Linked DNA regions of Mus musculus: all the other regions are linked to region 1. The links are chromatin contacts, called in public HiChIP or PLAC-seq and promoter capture Hi-C maps. All regions are on one chromosome and are shown on one strand. The core of a region is the stretch at or near the end of the contact, and the rest is flanking DNA. Distances in the headings are between cores, read along the strand shown. Region 1 holds the start of Ccdc84 (coiled-coil domain containing 84). Region 2 holds the start of Treh (trehalase (brush-border membrane glycoprotein)). Region 3 has its middle 16 kb from the start of BC049987. Region 4 has its middle 23 kb from the start of Ddx6.

Region 1 (2,826 bases), core at 182-2,681:
TATAAATGGTCACCAACACACTGGAGTTGAGTTTCCCCAATTAGTTCTTGTTTTGAGATAAGGTTCTGTCTGTAGCCTCAACTGGCTTTGGCTGCTCAAGGATCCATTCTTTGCTTCCCTAGTCCTGGGGTTACATATGTGGACCATCACACTCCCTCAGAACTCCCCAATTTAAAGAAGCTCTCGTGGGGCTGGTGAGATGGCTCACCCGACTGCTCTTCCGAAGGTCCGGAGTTCAAATCCCAGCAACCACATGTTGGCTCACAACCATCCGTAACGAGATCTGACTCCCTCTTCTGGAGTGTCTGAAGACAGCTACAGTGTACTTACATATAATAAATAAATAAATAAATAAATCTAAAAAAAAAAAAAAAAAAAAAAAAGAATGGCATAAAAAAAACCACTTTAAAAAAAAAAAAAAGAAGCTCTTGTGCCTGACAAAGACCTGGATAACTCACGAACACGTAACTCACCGTGCATAATCCTGGGGGGAGATCAGAAACTTCTCTTTCATCTGGGCATTGGCCTTGTTCTCCCACCAGAATTTGTTGGTGGCTTTCTTGTGCTCTGGGCTGAGAATGGAGAGAAAGAGTAATCGTAGCTAGTCATTAAGAGAGTAAAACTGTACCGAATGTCAGAGCACTAGGTAAGTAATGCAGATTGGCCATTGGGTTGCTTCTGTGGGCTTGGCAGAGAGAAGAGGATTGTTTATACCAACCTCTTCAAGACCTCTATCTTGGGACTCCTTTCTTCCAATAAAGTGTGTGGTGGTGGTGAGAGGAGAGCAACCTGGCTTTTCTAGAAAGATCACCCACACCACTGGGACCGTGGAAGGGCTAAGATCCACTAAACTCCACGGTTGGCCAGGTAGTTCAGTCCATAACCCAACTAAGTCACAAAGTCGACCTTCCTTCTCCCCAATTTCAACTTCCCATGCCACACGTGTGTACAACTCTCTGTCTGTACGGGGGAGGTGGGTGTTTTCCAGTTGTCACCTGGCCAGATGTTCCAGCAGACCCCCGTGTAGCACTGTCAGGTTGCCATGGCTCAGGTGTTTTCGCACTTCGCAGCCACAGCACGGGCACCAACAGCACCGATCGTGCTCGGGGACATAGCGCTCCACCTGGGCGGCGCGGACGGCCCGGCGGGCGGCCTCCACCTGCAGGACAGAAGCCAGCTAGGACCCTGAAACCAGCCCACATTCCTGGCCTCCCCAGCCCCGGGTCCGCACCTGCGGTAGAAGCCGCTCCAGAGCCCCCTTCAACTGCCGCTGGTGCTTGTGGCTGTAGACGTGACCGCGACCACAGAAGAAAGTTTGCCGACACAGAGGACATCGCTGCGGTGGCGCCATAGACCCAGGACCCGGGAACACCCACACAGCGGCGGCTCGTCACCACCCACTGACCCCTGACCCTTCCGGGCCGGACGGGGCGGGGCGACCTAGGAGCTCCCGGTTCCCCTAGAGGCAGTAGGCGCTATTGCAATCCGTTCTGCGGCTGCGCGGAATATTCACTCCGGGCCCCCACCTCCCACGCACCCGCAGAAAACCCGGCAGCTTGTGAAAGAACGAGAAAGAATGCACGCCAGTTAGGACCTCAGATCGCACACTTTCAGGCGTTGACAAAGACCCAGTTTAGCGTAACAACGCAGAACTGGTAATTTCAGGGCGCACACTGTGACCCCGTGCTTTGTGCTAATGACCTCACCGAATCCTCACGTCGATGCTTTGTGGTGTGAGATTATTGGCATTTTACACATGGGAAAAAAAAAATCTACTCCTGAAGAAATGAGGACCTCTGAGGAAAGCTAGAGAGGTGTATTAAGCAGCCCCTCCAGCTTCCCTGAGACCTGCAGGGGTCTAAGTCACTGTGATATTCTTTTTTTTTTTTTGGTTTTTCGAGGAAGGGTCCTGGAGCTCACTTTGTAGACCAGTCTGGCCTCGAAATCAGAAATCCGCCTGGCTCTGCCTCCCAAGTGCTGGGGTTAAAGGCGTGTGCCACCACTGCCCGGCAGACTGTGATATTCTTAATTTTCAAAGGTGTTCTGCACAAGAATATTCTCTGTAAGTCATTTCTCCGAGCATTGGCTGGGAAATCTAATTCTGAAAACTTGAATGGTTACAGTGAATCATGCTCTATCGCCATTACAAGAATAATGTCATACGCCGCCCAGGTCAGACCCAATATGTTTTTCCCCATTTGTTCCAAAGTTGCTCAAAGCAGTCTGCTCCCAAGGTCTCTGCAATTAAGCTTACTTGATAGTATTTTCCTGCCAGTCTCCTCTACCAAATGCTCATTTCCCACCTGAACTTGGCTTGTGTGAAACAAAACCCAGCATCTTTACAATTAAGTTCCTTGAGTGGCCAGGTTTCCAGCGCCTGCATATACAGGTAGTCAAGCCCCACCCGGCAGGAAGGAAAAAAAAATCCTGTATTAGGCTTCAAAATCCTACCAATCCCTGAGTTTGTCCCAAAAAAATCAGACTATAGAATTCCACCAATCACTGAGTTTACCCTAAAAACATGCCACAGAATTCCACCAATCACTGAGCTTGCTCCTAGAGCAGGTCACAAAATTCCACCAATCCAGGAGTTTGCCCAAGATCAGACCATAAAATCCCACCAATCAAAAACTACCCTGGAAAGTGCCCCGCCAATCCCATTCTATATTATGCTTGCCTCGTATGTGGTTCCTTGCTGCTTTTTGCCTGGGTAGAGACGATCTTTTTCTTGTATCTTTCCCAATGCATCTCTTGTGTGAGGCGGTACTTTGTAGGATCCCTAGGCTCCCGACGACTGAACTTGGATCTTCGCAACAGCAGGTGCTC
Region 2 (2,826 bases), core at 196-2,695, 260 kb after region 1:
CAGCTCCTGCCAATACTGTCTTGCTGTTTCCAGAAGGAGTGGAGCCCTCCCAGTTCCCTTCAGGGTCTCTGGAGTATCCCCCAAATTCCCAGCAGTCTCAATGTTAAGGCACGTCTGTCAGCTGCACTTAACCACCCCAGATACCATAAACTCTCCAAGCCCCCGACACTTGCAAGCAAACCAAAAGTTCAAACAGACTTACAGACTCAGACTTTGACAAACAGCAAGGCAAACAAGAAAGAACCTTGGTACCTGCTCGAGACCTCTGATTCACGGCTCTCTGGTGTGTCCTCACAGGAGGTCGAATTCCCAGCCCATGCACCAAATGTAAGACTCTAACGAGCCTTAGCTTACCTGGGACCCCTACCCCTGCCACAGTGAACAACTTGGAGCTAGGGATCGATGCAAAAGCAAGAGGAATTTATTGTTCCAGTACACTGGGGTCTTCCTGCACCTGAAGGAAAGGCAGCAACCTTGGGCAGCCCGTTTGGCCAGTTTTTATACAGCTTTCAGAGGTAGAATAGAGCAACAGCCACTAGGCACAACGTGATTGGTAGAACAGTGTGACTTTTAAACTGATTGGTCCTTAGGGAATGGGGTGGCAAGGGCTTTCCTTGTCTGTGGGGGCAGCCAATGGTCTGTCTTTGTACTCTGGGCTTCCCTTATCTGCAGGTGGTCAGTGGTTAGTCCCTGCTGTGGTCTGAGGAATGGGGTGCCTGTGTGCTCTATGAACTTTCTCTTCCAGGAGGGGAGGGGTCTGGTGGAATTTGTCAAAGTTCCTGAGCTGACCTCTTCACAGCAAATGTTCTTAACCTCTGAGCCATTTCACCAGCTCCTTGGCAAAACCTCTTCACTAACTGGTGCCAAAATGTCCCTCCAGCCTGTCACACAACTTTTGCACCAAGTCTCTGGATGTCTCATGTGATGGCATGGCCTCCTGACTATTCCTCAGGACTCAGTGCAGACATCATCTTATGGTGGGGCTTCCTGATCCATCCCCGAGAGGTTGTCCTGTGTCCTCACAGGGTCTCCTGTAGATAACAGGGAGTTTGATAAAGCTTTGGAGAAGACTTGAGCCATTCTGTTTTAAGTGATAAAGAAATGGTCCCTTCTGGCATTAGAGACTAGGGAGCCACACACAGACTCAGTGTCTAAATCATACTTGGGTGACCTCAGTTGTGGCCCTGGCCCTTGGGTGCCCACCCATATAACTCTGAGCAAAGTCCCTGAGCATGTAATACCAGTTAGAATTGAGAAATGGAAGAAAGTGGCTGATGGGGTAGTGAGCACTGTAGCTGGAGGGCAGAAGTGGTAAGCAGTCCACAAGAAGTTGAAACACACATCTCCCCCCTCAGGTGGCCACACCTCATAGCCTGGACTTTGGCTGACCTGGGTAGGCAAGTGAGGCAGGCCGTGTTCAGCAAGCCAGAGGTGCCAGGGTTTGCTCATTCCGTTCTAGGCACCGTGCCCAGGATGACCTGGGAGCTGCACCTGCTGCTTCTGCTGGGGCTGGGACTTAGGTCCCAGGAGGCCCTGCCACCACCCTGTGAGAGGTAGGGAGGTGGAGAAGCTGTGTGTGTGGGGGAAGACAAGGGTGGAAGGCTGGGATGAGAGCTTACCCTCTGAGGACCAGCCTCTCAGAGGATAAAGAAGGAAGAAACCAGGCTTGTAGGGGTAGAAGGACCAAAACCTGACACCAAACTCACTGTGTTGGAACGAGGTGGAACTTTGAGGCAGGCCTATGTATAATTCCAGAGCTGTTGACCAATGTCTGCCCTCCGTGCTGCTGACCAGAGCTCACCAGCCAAGCAGCTCCTTGGACCAAGCAGGGCTGTTCTCTTCACTGTTCTAGCAAAGCTTGCCTAGCTTAGCGTGAGGGGAGTCTAGGTCCTGTCAAGAACTTACACATAAGTTCAGCCTACCTTGCTGCTCTTTCTGTGTCCCAGGGCAAGTCAATCCTTTCTTCTGAGCCTCAGCTTCTACCAGCAAATACAAAGATGGGGGGGGGTCACTCTACTTCCTGGGTCTGGAACTGTCATTCTCTCTTCCACTCGGACTCATGGAACCCTCCCTCCACCAGTTCTTGCAAGAAGGGTAAAAACAAGGCCTAGGATGGTGAAGAACAAAGAGAAGGTAGGAGCTAAGTAAGCAAGGAGGAAGCAGAAGGGGGTGTCTCAGAGGATGCAATGGGCCGATGGAACGTGGAAGGAGCCATCTTGAAACAGAAGTAGGGAGCAGGGCAAAGGCTCTGAGGTGTCCTCCAAGGGTCACAAAGTCCCATGTGGCCTGGAAAGAAGCAGAACCAGGCTATGAGGTGGAGATAGCTCTAAGGAAAGGAGACCAAGCCCTGCGGACTTGGCAGGACTGGGCTGGGGCTGGGGGGTGGGGCTGAGGAGCCGATTAGGGATGCATGAAGACTGAGCTGTGACTTACTCACTGATGCCCAGGTGTGCAGTATGGAAGGATCTGGAATAATCCTCAGGACTTATTTGTTCACCAGTAGGCAGGACACAGAGTGGCTCTTCCATCCAGTCTCTTGTGTCCTGTTGGGCTATTTGCAGAGTGCCTACCATGAGTGCCGCTGTTTGTCCCTGAGAGCATGTCAGTAGTCCACTTGGACAGTCACACGTGTGCTTGTAGACTCTCTACAAAGAGAGTTACAGGACAGCTAGAGCTACACAGAGTCCCTGTCTCAAAAACAACAACAAAAACCCAAACAGCCACTGAAGGCACAGATGTATTAGGGTAGAGTCCAGGAGAGAAGAAACTCAAACTTCCAGCAGTCTTCTTCCAGAAGATGTGCCCAGAAAGTACCAACCAGGAGTC
Region 3 (2,826 bases), core at 151-2,650, 240 kb after region 1:
AGAGCTACACAGAGAAACTCTATCTCAAAAAACCAAAAAATAAAAATAAAGTAAAACAGTAAAACAACAAAAACACCACTAACAACAACAATTAAAGGAGGAAGATGCTTTAAGAAATGAGCCCTAGGGGCTGGAGAGATGGCTCAGTGGTTAAGAGCACTGACTGCTCTTCCAGAGGTCCTGAGTTCAATTCCCAGTAACCACATGGTGGCTCACAACCATCTGTAATGGCATCTGATGCCTTCTTCTGGTATCTGAAGGGAGACTGGAATACCATTGCTCTGATGCCTAGCTTATAATGTGAGCACTTTGTTCCACACATACTCCTGACAGCATGTCACCAGAGGCCCCAAGTGATAGGATCAGTCAATCTTGAACCCTCACCATTGGTCCCAATGAATGGGTCAGTCCAGAACCATAAGCCAAACACAACCCTTTTCTCTTTATAAGTTAATTGCCTCAAGGATTTCATTAGAATAATTAAAAATGATTAATACAACACTCTGATATATTCTACTATTAATCTAGTTAATATCAAATATACAAACCCTGTCTGACTCATGCTTGCCAAAAGAATCTTGTGCTTCCAGGCATCAAGAACTCATGGCCTGGAGACTACTTATATAGGGATGGATAATTTCTTATATGATGTCACTGTGTCACACCCAACAATGTCTCTTTCAACTAATAGTCCTTACAGTGTGCTATTAAGAAACTACAATAAAGTTTCCTGTTAGACTTTGCTCAGGGGCTACGCAGACCCAAAACAAACGAAACAGAACTCTACTCAGAGTCCGCTAGGTGGCTCTCTCTTCCAGCCCTTGAGGGCCTGCCCCGAGTCTCCTGGGAATTTGCTTTCTTCTGCCTTCATTTCTTGCTGTCTGACCTGGCTCACGCTTACAGTCCCTGAAGTCCTGTACAATTACGTCTCCTATAAACAGGAAATGAAATAGTCAAAACCCGACATCAGTAGCAATCTCAAAATAGATGATGATAAGTTCGTTCCACTGAGCAAAACTTCCAGCAGGGCTCCGGGGTACGCGCCCTCGCTGGTGAAGTGCTGGTTAGGTGTGGAATTAAAGGTCAGTTGAGTGCCTAGCATGGTGGCACAAGGCTGGCCTAAACTCACAGATCTGCCTGCCTCTCCCTCCAGAGTGCTGGGATCCAGCACACCGGCTACGTGAAGTGTTTATAAGAACAGCTAGGAGCTGGTTTGCAGACCTGCCCGAGTCTTCCGCTCCAACTTCGTTGGTCCTTCCGTTCAGTTTTCTTCTTCTTCTACGAAGCCAAGGCCTACTGTAGCCTTTAACAAGCATGTGTGGGTTTAGAGAAGGAGAGAGCCACGCTCCAGGCCCAAAGCCAGCTTTAATTTTAAATAAGTTTCACTGAATTGGGACCACGTAAAGACCATTTGTCACTTATGTCTGTAGGGGGCAGCAGAGACAAGCTGGACGTGGGTGATTCCATTCAGCCAATTTACTCTTTTTTTTCCTTAGGACGTTTTCTTTTCCTCCGATGTTACACTTGTCCAGTGGCGTCTAGATTCCTTAGTCGAATGCTTTTATTCTCCTGGAAAGATTAAGAACAAAATCCTGTCCCAAATCTAATTCTGGGGGCTCCTTTTTTAACAAGTTATATCTTTCTAGGACAAAATAGTAGTAATAGTAGGTAGTAGTAGTAGTAGTAGTAGTAGTAGTAGTAGTAGTAGTAGTAGTAGTAGTAGTAGTAGTAGTAGTAGTAGTAGTAGTAGTAGTTGTTGTTGTTGTTGTTGTTGTTGTTGTTGTTGTTGTTGCTGTTGTTTTGGTTTGGGTTTTGGGTTTTGTTGCTATTTGTGTGTCAAGTTGACAAGATGTCAATCGTACTGGCTGGTTTTACCTGTCAACTTGATACAGCTGGAGTTATCACAGAGAAAGGAGCTTCAGTTGGGGAAATGCCTCCATGAGATCCAGCTGTAAAGCATTTTCTCAATTAGTGATCAAGGGTGGGAGGGCCCCTTGTGGGTGGTGCCATTCCTAGGCTGGTTGTCCTGGGTTCTATAAGAAAGCAAACTGAGAAGCCGGGCGTGGTGGCTCACACCTTTAATCCCAGCACTTGAGAGACAGAGGCAGGCGGATTTCTGAGTTCGAGGCCAGCCTGGTCTACAAAGTGAGTTCCAGGATAGCCAGGGCTATACAGAGAAACCCTGTCTCCACCCCCCCCTCCCCCCCCAAAAAAAAAGAAAAAGAAAGAAAGCTGAGTAAGCCAGGGGAAGTAAGCCAGTAAGCAGCACCCCTCCATGGCCTCTGCATCAGCTGCTGCTTCCAAGTTCCTGCCCTGTGTGAGTTCCTGTCCTGACTTCCTTTGGTGATGAACAGCAATGTGGAAATGTAAACTGAAGAAACTCTTTGCTCCCCAACTTGCTTCTTGGTCATGATGTTTTGTGAGGGAACAGAAACCCTGACTAAGACAGGTATAAAATTTAGCATTTGAATACGTAGCAGCTCCAGACCAACCCACAACTGATTATAGGCAACTGAGGAATTTCCTCATTGTGGGAAGGCACAGATCCCTTTGCTACCACATCCTGGCCATGAAGGAATTCAGATAGGCACCAGGCAGCCGTATTACCTTCGCTTCCATGGCTAAGCCTGTGAAGGACTCTACCCTTGAATGGGTCTAATCCATCATTGTAAGGTACATCCTTATGACCATAGTGTTGTTGACAATGACCGAGTATAAGGTTATCTATGCCTTGTAAAATGTCCGGATTTGTTTCTCAGAGAGAGAAAATATTTATTCTCTGTATATGGAAAGCGTTTGCAATAGAAGCCAATAGACAAATATTGG
Region 4 (2,826 bases), core at 124-2,623, 160 kb after region 1:
ACATCTAAAAATAGCTTAGACAAGATCCAACACTCCACCCAAGGCTGCACCCGATAACCAGAACCCAGGGATATCCTTCACCCAAGATAACCAGACACAGTCCTGGAACCCGTGACACCCATTCAACAGTATATAAGCAGAGATCGAGAGCAATATTCTGCTCTACACATCTAGAGAGACGCCACCTTGATCTACCCTGTGGCTACAGAATCTCAAACAGGGTCCTGACCCTCAAATCAAAGACTTAGAGACTTTAGACTTCTGTTAAAGACTGGACCTGACCTTCAGCTAAGATAACTCGTACCGGTGAGTAGCCTTGGGGAGATAGGCTTCAAACCATTAGTTAGGAGTTCAGAGTGTGAACCCTCAGCATAATAAAATATAACTTTTGTTATACTAACTACACGCACCTACCTTCATGCTCACTATAGTGGTTGAAGGCACACACTGCTCTTCCAGGGGACCCAGATTTAGTTCCCAGCACCCATATGCGGGTGGCGATTCCCAACTGTCTGTAATTCAGGTCCATGAGGAGCTGATACCGCCCAGCATACACACATGCACATGATTAAAGATAACAACAAATCTTCTAAAAATAGGTGTACCAATCATGAGAGATGATGGCTCTGGTTAGGGCACTTGTTGCTCTTACAAAGGACCCAGGTTTGGTTCCCAGCACCTACATGTGGTTCACAACCATTCATAACTCCAGTTCCAGGGAATTTGACACTCTTTCTAGCTTCTGCAGGCACCAGACACACACGTGGTGAACCTCTGTATATATAGGCAAATACTCATTTACACAAAATAAAATAAATCTAAGATTGCAGAGGAAAATATCTAAATCACTAAATACAAATGCTTTACACTTATTCGTTGTGTGTGTGCGTGCACCCACGCTCTGATACCAAGGCTTGCACATGGAGGTCAAAGACAACGTGCAGAACTCATTTCTCTCCTTCCACCATGTGGGTCCTGGGGAATCAAACTCAAGTTGTCAGGTTTGGCCGAAAGTGCCATAGTACACTGATTCATTTTGGTGACCCAACTGCCACCTCCATCTCTTCTTGTTCTTTTTTTCCCCACCTTCTTCTTGAGACTGAGTCTCATATAGCTTAGGCTGGGCTCCAATTTGCTTTGTAGCTGAAGATACTGTCGTTAATCCTTCTGCCTCTGCCACCCAAATGCTGGGATTAAGTATGTGCATAAAACCAGTGGCTTCTATAACCATTAACTAGGAAAGTCTACAATCGGCTGTCTTAAGGCCCATTAAGGGTGTTGTAATGTGAGGATTTGTGTTTCTCTTTATTTCCCCCACCTGGCCTATTTCCTGTTTCTAAGGTACTTTGGTTGTCATAGAAACAGAAACAAACACAACTAATTTCCTCTAATTGAGCTGCAGGATCCCACCCCCAGCTTTGCCCACAGGCACAGCTGTGTGACCCTTTACAGCTCTTCCATGCTCTTCTCCCTGACTCTGTCTGCTCATCGCCCACTCCTGGGCCGGCTGCACCTTTGAAAGTGTGGATAGCTGTGTGATTACTTGCCTCCAGCTCCACACTGAGTGTGCAAAGCAAACTCTCGCAGCAGAGACTAGTGCTTCCAAAAGCCCAAGTTAGTTTATGGGCTCATGTTGATTGATCGGTGACATTAGGGTTACTTAAGGGTTTCCAGGGATTTTATGTTTTCCTTATTAGATTGCTGTGTAAAAGTAATTTTTGTCCCTTGGTATCTAAGTAGCATAGGGCATGTAAATGTACCAAGAGGGCTACTCATTGGATTCTGCTATCATGAAGCTCAGTGAAGGAAATAGATTACTGAAGAGCAACTGAAAGCTGGAAAGTTCGCGTGTGAACAATCTTCTGTCTTTCCTTCACTCTCTCCTTCCCTCCTAACTTTCTAACTTGGGGAAGGATTTCATCTTACACCATAATGGGGCTGGGGCGTAGATGTGACTCTAGACCGGTGGTTCTCAACCTTCCTAATACTGAGACCCTTTTATATGCAGTTCCTCATGTTGTAGCCACCCTCACCTATGACATTATTTTTGTTGTGCCTTCATAACTGTAATTTTGTAATTACAGTTTTATGTAACTGTAATTGTGTTACCCTTCTGAATCATAATGTAAATATCTGATATGCAGGATATCTGATACGTGGCCCCTGTGGAAGGGTCACGACCCACGGGTTGAGAACCGCTGCTCTCAACAGAATCCCTGGAATCCACTGAAGCAACAGGTGTCTCTATTGACAGTTGCTGATGGGGAAAGTGTGACGTGTTGCTGGGATAGTCGCTGTCAACAGGAAAGCCAGGCACCTGCTGGTCAGTCATGCTGCGGTTCTTCCAACACACACCCTACTAAAGAGGAAATCGCAAAGGAGAACCGAAGAGATGATTGACTTTACGGCGAGGGGCGTGGTTACATCTTACACGAGCCACGAGCAGTGTGAGTATATTTTTAGGTCAAGCGAGCTTAACACGAAAATACCAGCAATGGCTGCCATGGTGGCACACACCTTTGATCCCAGCACTCAAGAAGCAGAGGCAGGCAGGTCTCTGGGAGTTCAAGGCCAGTCATAGTGAGTTCCAGCCAGCCAGGACTACATGAAGTCCCTGTCTCAAAAAAAAAAAAAAAAAAAAAAAAAAAAAGAAAAGAAAGAAAGAAAAGAAAAAGAAAAAGAAAAAGAAAAAGAAAAAGAAAGAAAGAAAGAGAGACAGACATATAAAACTTTAAAAATAGATAATAGTAACCATGACACGGGATAAATTTGTTAAACAACTTATGTCTATATCAAATGTCCCAGAATTCTACACTTCTGTCTTGG

The links. Promoter capture Hi-C pulls out the DNA fragments that hold promoters and counts their contacts. HiChIP or PLAC-seq counts read pairs in DNA pulled down with a chosen protein or histone mark.
Region 2: a promoter capture Hi-C map of liver shows a contact between it and region 1. The contact joins the promoter of Treh here to the promoter of Ccdc84 in region 1. A contact is called at or near these places in 10 of 39 promoter capture datasets (3T3-L1-derived adipocytes, the SN4741 cell line, cranial neural crest and 7 more), 1 of 15 datasets of contacts at CTCF or cohesin (the NIH/3T3 cell line), 1 of 484 Hi-C or Micro-C datasets (bone marrow-derived macrophages), 14 of 115 datasets of contacts at active chromatin or transcription factors (T-cell acute lymphoblastic leukemia, bone marrow-derived macrophages, craniofacial prominence and 9 more) and 4 of 9 other capture datasets (adipose tissue, liver, macrophages and 1 more).
Region 3: a promoter capture Hi-C map of the HPC-7 cell line shows a contact between it and region 1, with 6 times the contacts expected there. The contact joins the enhancer-like site here to the promoter of Ccdc84 in region 1. A contact is called at or near these places in 20 of 39 promoter capture datasets (the 3T3-L1 cell line, 3T3-L1-derived adipocytes, the C10 cell line and 13 more), 7 of 484 Hi-C or Micro-C datasets (the 3T3-L1 cell line, 3T3-L1-derived adipocytes, B cells and 4 more), 20 of 115 datasets of contacts at active chromatin or transcription factors (the 230-238 cell line, the SCID.adh cell line, bone marrow-derived macrophages and 14 more) and 4 of 9 other capture datasets (adipose tissue, liver, macrophages and 1 more).
Region 4: an H3K4me3 HiChIP or PLAC-seq map of bone marrow-derived macrophages shows a contact between it and region 1, with 4 times the contacts expected there. The contact joins the enhancer-like site here to the promoter of Ccdc84 in region 1. A contact is called at or near these places in 16 of 39 promoter capture datasets (the 3T3-L1 cell line, the C10 cell line, the HPC-7 cell line and 11 more), 3 of 484 Hi-C or Micro-C datasets (bone marrow-derived macrophages, cortical neurons and embryonic stem cells), 15 of 115 datasets of contacts at active chromatin or transcription factors (the SCID.adh cell line, bone marrow-derived macrophages, effector CD8 T cells and 7 more) and 4 of 9 other capture datasets (adipose tissue, liver, macrophages and 1 more).

What each region holds. Positions count from the first base shown.
Region 1 is chr9:44,416,638-44,419,463 of GRCm38.p6, forward strand. Ccdc84 (coiled-coil domain containing 84) reads right to left here and starts at 1,432. Exons shown (of 11, transcript NM_201372.4): 1 at 1,232-1,432; 2 at 996-1,159; 3 at 474-572. The coding sequence starts at 1,351.
Region 2 is chr9:44,671,788-44,674,613 of GRCm38.p6, forward strand. It overlaps Treh (trehalase (brush-border membrane glycoprotein)), which reads left to right and starts at 1,446. Exons shown (of 15, transcript NM_021481.3): 1 at 1,446-1,553. The coding sequence starts at 1,474. BC049987 (cDNA sequence BC049987) reads right to left here and starts at 473. Exons shown (of 2, transcript NR_165440.1): 1 at 355-473.
Region 3 is chr9:44,654,466-44,657,291 of GRCm38.p6, forward strand. No RefSeq gene overlaps it. Among named protein-coding and RNA genes, the nearest start is that of BC049987, 16 kb to the right of the region's middle. Within about 2 kb of position 1,401, at least 62 of the 459 cell types and tissues checked have an H3K27ac peak or open chromatin away from gene starts, as enhancers often do. A contact at or near this core is called in B cells, the HPC-7 cell line, the SCID.adh cell line and 8 more, where this site is marked.
Region 4 is chr9:44,580,243-44,583,068 of GRCm38.p6, forward strand. No RefSeq gene overlaps it. Among named protein-coding and RNA genes, the nearest start is that of Ddx6, 23 kb to the right of the region's middle. Within about 2 kb of position 1,374, at least 105 of the 459 cell types and tissues checked have an H3K27ac peak or open chromatin away from gene starts, as enhancers often do. A contact at or near this core is called in adipose tissue, bone marrow-derived macrophages, fetal liver and 2 more, where this site is marked.